2 separate regions of the Zea mays genome follow, and region 2 is linked to region 1. A link is a contact called in public Hi-C data. All regions are on one chromosome and are shown on one strand. The core of a region is the stretch at or near the end of the contact, and the rest is flanking DNA. Distances in the headings are between cores, read along the strand shown. Region 1 holds the start of LOC109943986. Region 2 holds the start of LOC100193495 (RNA-binding CRS1 / YhbY (CRM) domain protein).

Region 1 (2,700 bases), core at 163-2,662:
CACCCTTGTGAGTTCGTCTCCGTCTGAAGGTGTCTAGTCATCTCCAAGTCGATCTCTTCTCTCTGTCTCAATTCACCGCCCTGTTCTGAGGTGACCCTCCCCCTTTTATAGGCCGGGAGAAGGGTCGGCAAGTGATGGATTCTCTAGGAAGGAGTCGTAAGGCAACGTTTTACCCTGGGTGAGTCCATCCGTACTCGTGGGGCCCAGGGGTGCCTGGTTGTCGCGTATTTTATGTAGCGGATGACGTGGGGGCGGCGATGGTCCAAGGCGTCATTATTTCGGCTACGTCGACCCCTGACTTTCGTAGCCTGGATCTAGGTGTAGCCCGTCATGTAGTGCCATGTGGGAGGTGTGCGCACTTAGGCCTAGCTCGATAGGCCATGAGTTCGTCGTAGACTGAGGGGCGCGTGGGCTGTTAATGCATCGCAGTTCGGGGGGGTCATGAGTGTTATGCGGCCCGAGGGGTTCATAGGTCATGAGTGGGAAGCGGACCGTGCCCACGCTGTCACTCGGTGCCAGGCCTGATTAATGCGGCCAGTCATTTATGGCGGGCCAGTCCGAGGCCGGGTGCGAGATCCACTCGAGTAGTTCCTTTCCGACACACCTGTCCTCCCTTGTCAGGCTCCACCATGCACGGTCCCAAGCTCGGTGTCGCGGGGTATCGACCGAGAACGAGTCCTTCCAGGGTTGGCACATCTATCTCTTCGGATTGACTAACGGGTCCCAGTGATTAGGGGCTCTTTCCTTAGCGCGCTCATTAACATGTGGGTCCTAGGGTCCGGGGGTCATTCCCCCGACACAGATCCATATATATATGGAGTACAATTGATAGTGCGCTTCACCGATCGAACCAATCAAATTATTTATCAATGTCTTACTTTCTTGCTCTAGGAGCAGCAGTAATTAGTCTTTTTTATCTACGTCTTTACCTCTCTGTGACTCTACGTCGTCTTGAGACGTCTTGAGTGTCCTACCGACTATAAAGCAAACCTTATAATCGCTCCTCCCTGACGGGATTATTTCGAGAAGACGAGATCTAGGTGTTGTAGACGACCGCCGCCGTTGCCTTCGTGCACGCGTGGGCCATCAGACCCTAGGGACGGATCGTCCAACTCTACCGTGCACTCTTGCTGCACGATCACAGACCGTCTAGCCCCGTAATATGACCGTCTGTCACCACAGAGAGACCATCAAACAGAACAAACCCTAATGTTTGGTCCCGATTCGGGTCCAACATAATCATTCCGTTTTCTCTGACTCTTTAAAGCTGTGATTAGTTTCGCTACCGTAGGAGCGAACTTGAGGTTGGGAGCGCAAATAACTGGCGGTGCGTCGAGCACTAGCTCTGCAGTCTGCACTTGCCCGGCGCCTTGGTACTACCCCCGACCCCGAGCTCTGAAATGGGCCATAAACAACTCCGTGATTCTGGACGGCCATGTGAGAGCACGCGGGCGTACCAAGCACGCCGTCCCCAGTCACCACCCGGCCGAGGAGAGGAGGTCGAACGGCCATTCCTTACCCACACCGCGCTTCAGGTGTCAGGAGTCAGGACCCGCCGGTGATGCGCTGCTAACCACCTCGTTCGTGGAAGCGCCCGCGGATCCGGCGCACGTTTCGCTCTGTCGGCCTGACGAGGACGCGCCTCGGCCAGGCCAACATCGCTGCCATGATTGGGTGTTCCAACGACGAGACAGAGTTCTCTACGCCACACGTCCCCCTATAAGTGCAAGCTTGAAAATAGCTATCGACACGAACTCAGTGTGCTCATAGGTTCCTGACGTACGTATCTCAGTTGCGTTCGAGCGTTGTGGACTTGTGGTGGTTTCCTTCCTGCGCCGGAGAAGGTAGACGATGGGAAGGGGAAGCGATGCAGTGCCGGACGCCCGTCGAGCTGCGCTGCTCTTGATCGTCTGCTTGGCGGCTCGAGCGGCTTCTGCGATCCAGGATGGTAAGAGGTGGCAACTGTGCTGTGTTTCGTGAACTCTCTCCACGCCGTAAACAACTAGTTCGTAGCTTATGTTTGATTTTTCTTTCGAGCTATACTTTTATTGTCAAACTGAAATTGGGGGCCGGGGATCATCTCCTGCAGTCCGATCCATTTCTAACGATGCTAGTTCAGAATTCAGATTAGGCGCGTGGCCTACTGGCGTCTCATTGCCAAGGTGTTTGCTAAGCTGAAATGTCAGTTCTAACTGCGCGGTTCAATGGTTCATGCTCAGGCCTGTTGCCGAACGGCAACTTCGAGGAGGCGCCGCCCAAGTCGCAGCTCAACGGCACGAGGGTGATGGGGCGCAACGCGATACCGCACTGGGAGATCTCCGGGTACGTGGAGTACATCGGGTCGGGCCAGAAGCAGGGCGACATGCTGCTGCCGGTGCCGGAGGGCGCGTACGCCGTGCGGCTGGGGAACGAGGCATCCATCCAGCAGCGCCTCGCCGTGACGCCGGGCGCGCGCTACTCCATCACCTTCAGCGCGGCGCGCACCTGCGCCCAGGCCGAGCAGCTCAACGTGACGGTCGCCCCCGAGTCGGACGTACTCCCGATCCAGACGGTCTACACCAGCAGCGGGTGGGACTCCTACTCCTGGGCCTTCCAGGCCGCGGGCAGCGTCGTGACCCTGATCGTCCACAACCCCGGCGTCGCCGAGGACGCAGCCTGCGGCCCCCTCATCGATCTGTTTGCCATTAAGACCATGCCGAC
Region 2 (2,700 bases), core at 149-2,648, 280 kb before region 1:
CACTAGGCAGTCCTGGGATCATGGAGACGTGACGACGACCCGACCGACCGAGCTCTGCACCGTCTGAACTAGGGCGCCGCGCGTCAAGCTTCTGATGATGGAGCGGCGGCCGTTGGACATGCTCGACCGGGCATAAAGGCTTCCCTCCCGCGTTTTTTGTTTCAGTTACTGTTGGATTGGTCAGTGATGCGAGAGACGCGACGAATCCATCTTTCCATCCCCGCTCTGGTACTGCCTGATTGGTCAGCGCCGTGACCACTAGTGTACCCTCTGAGTCAAGGCTGGTTGACAAGGACCTTTACATTTCAACTCCATGAGACCATTTCAGGTGTATGACCACGCCACGCCACGAGAAGGCTTCAACTCCCCCTACCCTGTTCAAAGGTCCTCGGTGCCTTTACCGAATGTCTTGGGGTGGACTGGGCTGGGTATCGCCTTGCTTATCCATTTGTCAACATGCAGGCATTTGCAGGTGCCTTGATTGGATCAATCGTCTTTGCTTAGGAGACGTTTGGTTTCTACGGATTAATTTCTAGGCTTTTTATTTTATTCTATTTCTGTGTCTAAATTATAAAAAAATACAGAAATTAAAATGTTGGTTTCCGTATTTAGTAAATTGTAAACTAAAATGGAACAAAATGGAGTGACTGAAAATTAGTCATAGAAACCCGACGGTGTCGGATTGACCAAGCGCGTGATGCCCCTCTCCTCTTTCATTGACTACCTTCAGGGTGCTCAAGGGCTGGATCACTCAGGACTAGTTCGTGGAGCACAAAACCGATGGGTATTTTGAATAAGAAGACCGATATTTTGGATAAGGGGCTGTTCGCTTCCTCAGGAATGATGGCCTGGAACTATTACTGTCTGGATTGTTTACCTATTTTATATAAGATTTCATAAGGTGGAATAAATTTAGGTCCAATCCTGGACAACCGAACAAGCCCTAAGGAGATTCTAACCCCTTTAAAAAAATTTCGATTTTGTGCCTCTCAAACTAGCACGCAGAGAAGGTGGCCTCGAGCTATTCGGTAATGATTCTAATCACCTGTATCCGTCAGTCAATTTCTCCCATAACTCCTCGACACTGGTAAACTTTTTTCCCACCTTTCTAAATCAACAAGAAACGGAAACAGAGTCAGGGCCAGGCAGTCCTCCTCACTCCTCAGGCCACCGCCACAGTTGAAGCCTCTGCCGGAGGAAGCCCACGCGGAGCGTTCCGATCCACACTGGCCTGGGCTGCTAGGCTAGGCTAGGCTAGGCCAAGCCAGACACGGCCCGCATCTATGCTTTTTTTTACACGGCCCACACGGCCGAGAGCCCGTGGCGCCGTCTCGTCCCGATCACGCAGCTATAGTATAGCTTCCCCGCTGCGCTCCAGCAGAATTCTCGCGCCGCAACGCGACGCAATGCCCCACCCGCACGGTCGCGCCGCGCAGCGCAGGAACCCCCACCACGCGGTCGGCGTCGGCGTCGGCGGCGGTGCTCCCGCCTCCCCGCCGTCGGCGTAGCTCCCGCGCGCTTCGGCCCTGGGCGCCGGTGTGGTTTCTCCATCACGCTCTCTCGCGCTTCCTACCTGCGTGCGCCCTGCTGCCCGGTGATGGCCAGCCGTCTCTTCGTGCTCCGTCGGCACACGAGGTGGTGGCAGCGGCAGGCGCCACGGCCTCGCTCGCTTTGCCCGCCGTCTCACGGTGGGGACTCGGCGTCTTCCCATGGGACGCTGGAGCTGCTCGCGCGTCTGCGCAGCTCACCATCGTAAGAGTCAGACAAAACCCACTGATCCTCCTCCCCCTCCCCCTCATTACTACTATTAAGTGGTCGATGCAGATTTTGTGACCTCATGCCTAGACTTTGCTTTCGGTCGCTCCTGTGCCGTTGGTCTGTGATAAAACGGTAAAAGCCTCCACGGGGCATAGTGTGGGCATCAAGTGTTTGCTGAAATGCCGGAGGGGAACCTTCGAACACAGTTTATTGCTTTCAGCCACGTTTCTACGTTTGTGGTCTATAGTTTATCTGTCTCTGCGCACCCATACCGACGAGCGCATTCTGATCCTCAGCGGTGCACCAGTTCATTATTGAAGCACGTCTGCAGTTTTTTTTTTTTGCACGTTCTGATTCTGTTATAGTTATACTTTCCACAAGGTTTTCAACCGAGATGCTAGGTTCTTCAGGTTGTTGCAGAGTTGTAGCATTCAAGCCTGCCATTGTATCCATACGAGTCCATCAGTCAATAGCGGAAATCAGGCTACTGCAGAGCCTCAACAACAGAATCCAGGAGTGCCTGTACCGGTTGATGGTTCTAGTGAACTAAAACCCAAGAGGACAAAGCTGAAAGGAAGGAGGGCAGTGACAAATTTTTTGAAATCCTTGAGATGGAAAAAGAAAAAGGAGTTTCAAAGAATGACTGCAGAGGAGAAGATTTTGTACAAACTGAAGCTAGTAAGTTGCATTCCTTCAGATTTTGATATGATAACAGTTGTTCTTTAAAACAAAGAATTCAAGTTCGCTTGCGTTCATGCGAGGTAGCTTGATCTGCAATGTTCCTATTCGCCATTTGGCATTTAGTGAACCTTCACTCGAGCAAGAAACTGCTTCTCTTGTGTGTAATCGCTCTATCCTGAACGTGTTTTATGTTTTCTTGGATTTTCCATAAAGGCTCGAAAGAAGGAAGAGCGGCTTGTTGTGGCACTGAAGAAAATTGAA

The links. A called contact is a pair of places that touch in the nucleus more often than the background predicts.
Region 2: a Hi-C map of tassel shows a contact between it and region 1, with 5 times the contacts expected there. The contact joins the promoter of LOC100193495 here to the promoter of LOC109943986 in region 1. A contact is called at or near these places in 6 of 25 Hi-C or Micro-C datasets (bundle sheath, ear, endosperm and 2 more).

What each region holds. Positions count from the first base shown.
Region 1 is chr2:35,050,264-35,052,963 of Zm-B73-REFERENCE-NAM-5.0, reverse strand. LOC109943986 reads left to right here and starts at 1,412. Exons shown (of 3, transcript XM_020548246.3): 1 at 1,412-1,948; 2 at 2,220-2,700. The coding sequence starts at 1,852.
Region 2 is chr2:35,328,228-35,330,927 of Zm-B73-REFERENCE-NAM-5.0, reverse strand. LOC100193495 (RNA-binding CRS1 / YhbY (CRM) domain protein) reads left to right here and starts at 1,398. Exons shown (of 4, transcript NM_001138609.1): 1 at 1,398-1,752; 2 at 2,124-2,436; 3 at 2,653-2,700. The coding sequence starts at 1,598.